Linked DNA regions of Sus scrofa: region 1 is linked to region 2. The links are chromatin contacts, called in public HiChIP or PLAC-seq maps. All regions are on one chromosome and are shown on one strand. The core of a region is the stretch at or near the end of the contact, and the rest is flanking DNA. Distances in the headings are between cores, read along the strand shown. Region 1 overlaps SPTAN1 (spectrin alpha chain, non-erythrocytic 1). Region 2 overlaps GLE1 (nucleoporin GLE1).

Region 1 (2,820 bases), core at 77-2,576, 64 kb after region 2:
CCGCTGGCCACTATGCCAAAGGCGACATCTCCAGCCGGCGCAATGAGGTTCTGGACAGGTGGGTGTCTGGCGCTGGCGGGTCTCGCCGCCCTGTGTGAGAGCCCTGGCCAGCCTCGTTCTGTCGGATGCTCACCTTTGGTTCCGCTTTCTCAGGTGGCGCCGTCTGAAAGCTCAGATGATTGAGAAAAGGTCGAAGCTGGGAGAATCGCAGACCCTCCAGCAGTTCAGCCGGGACGTGGACGAGATCGAGGCTTGGATCAGCGAGAAGTTACAGACGGCGAGCGATGAGTCGTACAAGGACCCCACCAACATCCAGGTGAGCCGAGCGGATCAGCTCTTCATCTCCAAGTAGCCCGTGTGATCAAGGAGGCTTTGCTCATCTTTAAAAAGGGGGATCCAATTTCCTTTTGGCCACAGTGATGCCAGGGAAAGGTCACTAAGGTCGTCAAGCAGGACGGGTGGGAAAGCCTCACTTAAATGATCGGAGCCATTTCAGAAGCTCCTTTTCTCATTCGTCTCTTTTGACTCCGTGTCTGCTACTAAAGAGTCTGCAGAAAAGCCCCCTTGTGTTTGCTGTGCCCGAATGCTGACCCTCCCAGGAGAACTATGACAGCAAAACGAGTGTCTATTGAGTAGCTCCTACGTATGTTCACACCCGTGTACTGAACTCTTGTTGTTTTAATCTGTTTTGTAGCTTTCCAAGCTGCTGGTAAGTTTTATGTTCCTTAAGTGAGTTTTAGTTGGTGCGCTGCAGTGTTTGTGCTGTTGTTGTGTATAGATTCCCATTCCCGCGGCCACACAGTCTGCCAGTGTCGCCTCATTCATGCTCTTCATCTGTAACCGTCCATCACCCCATCCTCGTGTCCTGTGGGATGTGGCTTCCTCTGTCATAATCAGCCTGCAGCCCTCCACTCCCTCCCCCTTCCCCATCATGTAGGCAAGTTCTGTACAATGTTTGATTTGGGGGGCAGCAGTTGACAGCTTTCTTTTGAGCAGTGTGCTTCTTAAAACATGAAGTAGTAAGAAAAAAGGGGGGGTGGAGTAGCTTCTTTTCTGTGTAAGTTTGGGCTTTTCTTGCTGTGGGCACGTGGCTCCTGGTGGCCTAGCACAGGCCAGGTGTGAGAGTCTCCTTACCCAGGCCGTCTGGCCTCCAGCGGAGCCGGTCACTTGGAAGGGGTCAGCTAGAGATCCTGGGAGTGGCAGCTGATCTGAGGGGGACCAGGGCTGAGAGGTTAAGATGAAAGCGGACGCTACCCAAGGGGCAGTGGAAGAGCCTCTTAGTCAAAGTGTAGCTTAGAGAGCTTCCTTGTGGCACACCAGCTAAGGATCTGGTATTGTCACTGCAACTGCTGAGGTCATTGCTGTGGCTTGGAGTTCACCCCTAGCCTGGAAACTTCCATATTTCGCAGGCATGGCAAAAAAAAAAAAAAAAAAAGTTGGTGGAAGAAATGAGGAAATGTGAAGTGTAGCGGGTAGATTTTGAGCCAAAGGGTGACCAGAACAAGAAGCAGAAGAGGGAGCTGGGCTTTTGTCAGGCTGTGTAGGAATTGGAGGAATGTTTTTATCCTCTCGTACGTGGGCTCAGGCGTCAGAGTTCACGGTGAGGACGCATCATCTTCGTGCTGCGTGTTGCCAACCACGTGGCTCCATCTTTCGACAGGTGCTGCCCCTGAAATGAAACATTTGACGCAGACTCCTTCCCCAGTTGTACTGCTTTTTTTTCTTCTAGATCCTTTATCCCCAGATAACATTCTTGCCTGAGACCCTGCATTTCTCACCCAGAATTGTCCCACAGCTGTGTCCCCGTGCTTGTCTATTGCGGTGTTCCTGCCCCTTTGGTTTCCCTGTGGGTTCCCACTTACCCAGCCAGGCCCTAGCCGCAGAAGCCCGTCATTCTCCCAGCCCAGCCCTCTCCTCTCCTCTCCCAGAGAGAAATTCTTCCTTCCAGCCAAGCCTGGGTGTTGACTTAGCCTGGAGTTTGGGCTGATGATAGCTGCTGAATGAGAAGTCAGCCAAGCCAAGGTCTGCGCAGCTGTAGGCTTCTCCTCTGTCCACAGGGGCAGCCTGCCTCTCGGATGCCTGGCTTCCTAGTGATCACTGCCTTAGGTGACAGAAAGGCCACACGTGTGTCATTTGTTAGAGCTTCTGTCCACTAAGGAGAAAGCTGTGGATAGAAATGGATGTAGAAGGGATTCAAAACTCTAGCTGCTGTGGCGTTCCTGTGGTGGCTCAGCAGGTTAAGAACCCGACTAGTATCCATGAGGACGTGGGTTTGATCCCTGGCCTCGCTCAGTGGGTTAAGGATCCGGCGATGCCATGAGCTGTGGTGTAGGTTGCAGATGCGGCTTGGATCCAGTGTGGCTGTGGCATAGGCAGCTCCCACAGGCGTCCTCGCCCAGAAACTTCCACATGCCGCAGGTACAGCTGTAGAAAGAGAAAAAAATCCCTCTACAGTGGCCGTCTCCTGCGAAACGTTAGCAAGTGTGGGATTCTCGGGTCTCACTCCCAGGTGGCTCATCCAGTTGTTCTAAGAGTTGCCTCAGGTCGCCTGCCCCTGAGCTCCGGCCTTCCGGCGGGCGGGCAGGCGGGTCCTTCAAGTTTGCTTCCCCCTCCTGCTCTCCATCCCGGGAATCCCTGCTCCCTGAGAGCCAGCCTACTGGCAGGACCTGGTTTGGAAAGGTTGGGGTTTTTGGTGTTTTCAGAGCAAGCACCAGAAGCACCAGGCCTTCGAGGCCGAGCTGCACGCCAATGCCGACCGGATCCGCGGCGTCATCGACACGGGCAACTCCCTCATCGAGCGCGGGGCCTGCGCCGGCAGCG
Region 2 (2,819 bases), core at 118-2,617:
GATAGAAACCCTTCAGAAAGTGGGCATAGAGGGAACCTACCTCAACATAATAAAGGCTGTATGTGACAAACCCACAGCAACATCATTCTCAGTGGTGAAAAGCTGAAAGAATTCCTGCTGAGATCAGGAATCTCGCCACTACCATTCAACATAGTTTTGGAAGTCCTAGCCTAGCAATCAGAAGTAAAAGAAATAAAAGGAATCCAAATTGGAAATTGTTTTTGTCTTTTTAGAGCCACACCCCCAGCATATGGAATTTCCCAGGCTAAGGGTCGCATCAGAGCTGTAGCTGCTGGCCTACGCCACCACAGCCACAGCAACTCAGATCCCCAACCCACTGAGCGGGGCCAAGGATCGAACCTGCGTCCTCCTGCATACTAGTCAGTCGAGTTTGTTACCACTGAGCCACAATGGGAACTCCAAATCTCTTTTAAATGTTGTTGGCAAAATAACAAAAAACTAAATAGAAAATCCTGGATTCAGAAACCTGACATTTTAACCTCTTCCAAATTCCCCAGATATCCTGCGATAATGATGACATACAATCCTGAATGAAACCAAGGAGTCAAACCCCCTCAGTAAATCCATTGGTGAAACTGATTGGTCAGCTGGTTTGCTTGACTCTGTTGTGGGCTTCACCTTCAAGTACCCATCCTACCCTCTCAACTCACTGGCATTTCACTGGGGGAAAGGCATTGGCAACACCCAGCACACCTGATCACAGAGGCTTTGGGAAGGAAGAGGACTCCCTTCTCCTTTATCCCCTTGTCTGTGTTTTTTTTTTTTTATTTTTATACGTTCATTTTTTCTTTTGTTTTTAGGGCTACACCTACAGCATACAGGTTCCCAGGCTAGGGGTCAGACTGTAGCTGTAGCCACTGCCCTACGTCACAGTCATAGCAACACAAGATCCGAGCCACATCTGCGACCTATGCCACAGCTCACGGCAACACTGGATCCCTAACCCACTGAGCAAGGCCAGGGACAACCCATGGCATGGTTGCTAGTCAAGTTTGTTAACCACCGAGCCATGACAGGAACTCTTTTTTTTTTTTTTTTTTTGCCACACCCACAGCATGTGGAAGTTCCCAGCGCCAGGGGATCTAATGTGAGCTGTTGCTGTGACCTATGCTACAGCAGCAGCAAAGCCAAATCCTTAATCTACTGCACCAGGCCGGGGATTGAACCCTCACCACTGCAAAGACAACCCTGATCTTTATCCTGCAGTGTCACGGTGGGAACGTCTTTATCCCTTGTTTGGAGAAACTGTTGAGACCACTTAGTAAAGCGACATGGTCCTTAGTCCAGGAGACATCTCTGAGTCATTCGATGTGCCCTTTCCTCCACATCAGCCGGCACCTACGTCCTCTCCGCAAGGTAGGTGTCAGTCACAGCTGTGACTCACGTGTCCTCTTTCTCTCCCTGTAGGATCGAAGCCATCACAAGCTCAGGACAGATGGGTTCCTTCATACGCCTCAAGCAGTTCTTGGAGGTAAGATGCTTTTAGACCAGCACCTCCCAAACTGTGCTGGCCTCCAGTGCACCTCTGTCTGACAAGGCCTGAACCTCTGGACTCTGACTTCAGTCTCTCCCTCTTGATTTTTCCAAAACCTGCTTTTTCATCCATTGCTCTCTCTTCACCTTAAGAGCTGCCGTTTCATCATCTTCCTGTGTGTCATTGTCCATGGTGCCTGTGGGGAAGCTCTCTAAGAGAGGAGTAAAATAGTTGAATGAACCTTATCTCACCGGTACTTTTTTTTTTTTTTTTTTTTTTTTTTGTCTTTTTGCCTTTTCTAGGACCACACCCCGGCATACGGAGGTTCCCAGGCTAGGGTTCTAATCAGAGCTGTAGCCGCTCGCCTTCGCCAGAGCCACAGCAACGTGGGATCCGAGCCGCGTCTGTGACCTAGACCACAGCTCACAGTAACTTGGGATCCTTAACCCACTGAGCAAGGCCAGGGATCGAACTCGCAACCTCATGGTTCCTAGTCGATTCATTAACCACTGCGCCATGACGGGAACTCCCTCACCGGTACATTTTTTGCATGTTGGCCAAGGTTCTTTTCTCAGTCTCAGGTCTGGGGAGCTGGCACATGTCACTTTCTCCATGAGACCACACTGTACTTTCAACCAGACTCCTCTCCTTCTTCCCAGTGCCAAAAATCTTTAAGAGGTGAATTTTGGCAAATAGTCGAGAACTGTGGTACGTCTGCCAAGAGAGCCCGCAGACTTGCAGTTTCCCCCAGCCCAGTTGGGGGAGTGGCAGTAGTGAAGGGGGAGGCCAGGCTGGGGAGGTCAGAGCAGGACAGAGTCATAGCGCGTGGCGTGTGTCCTCTGTTGCAGCGCATGCAGAAAGGGAAGTCTTACGCACAAGCTTTTGTTCGTTTGTTTATTTGACCACCATTTCTTCGGACCAGCTCACACTTGCTGTCCCTCAGTGTCCTCCCACTGGCAAGTGCTGGAAGCAGCATTATCAGAAAATCATTCTGTTCTCTTTATCTTTCCCTGACCAGAAATGTTTGCAGCACAAGGATATTCCTGTCCCCAAGGGCTTTCTGACTTCCACCTTCTGGCGTTCCTGATGTCACTCCGTTTGTCACCATGTTGCAAGGGGGCAATAATAAAGCCACTGAAGACAGCTGTATTTGGGAGAAGTCGTGTAACTCTGTATTTTTATGTGTTTGTACGTCGTGACTTGGGAAGAGATTTTTGTGGGTCACAAATCTAGACGGTCCCTTAGTAGATTGATGACCCCTTAAGGGGGGGGCCACACAACAGAGTAAATGGAATTGGCCTTTCTCATTTTTACAAAAAACTTG

What was found. HiChIP or PLAC-seq counts read pairs in DNA pulled down with a chosen protein or histone mark.
Region 1: an H3K27ac HiChIP or PLAC-seq map of alveolar macrophages shows a contact between it and region 2. The contact joins two enhancer-like sites. A contact is called at or near these places in 2 of 47 Hi-C or Micro-C datasets (epiblast stem cells and liver) and 2 of 2 datasets of contacts at active chromatin or transcription factors (alveolar macrophages and skeletal muscle).

The regions. Positions count from the first base shown.
Region 1 is chr1:268,982,940-268,985,759 of Sscrofa11.1, forward strand. It overlaps SPTAN1 (spectrin alpha chain, non-erythrocytic 1), which reads left to right. Exons shown (of 59, transcript XM_013993907.2): 37 at 1-58; 38 at 154-316; 39 at 695-709; 40 at 2,703-2,820. Among named protein-coding and RNA genes, the nearest start is that of WDR34, 47 kb to the right of the region's middle. Within about 2 kb of position 1,327, at least 2 of the 83 cell types and tissues checked have an H3K27ac peak or open chromatin away from gene starts, as enhancers often do. A contact at or near this core is called in alveolar macrophages, where this site is marked.
Region 2 is chr1:268,918,769-268,921,587 of Sscrofa11.1, forward strand. It overlaps GLE1 (nucleoporin GLE1), which reads left to right. Exons shown (of 16, transcript XM_003122222.5): 15 at 1,429-1,492; 16 at 2,514-2,819. The coding sequence ends at 2,582. Among named protein-coding and RNA genes, the nearest start is that of SPTAN1, 16 kb to the right of the region's middle. Within about 2 kb of position 1,368, at least 4 of the 83 cell types and tissues checked have an H3K27ac peak or open chromatin away from gene starts, as enhancers often do. A contact at or near this core is called in alveolar macrophages, where this site is marked.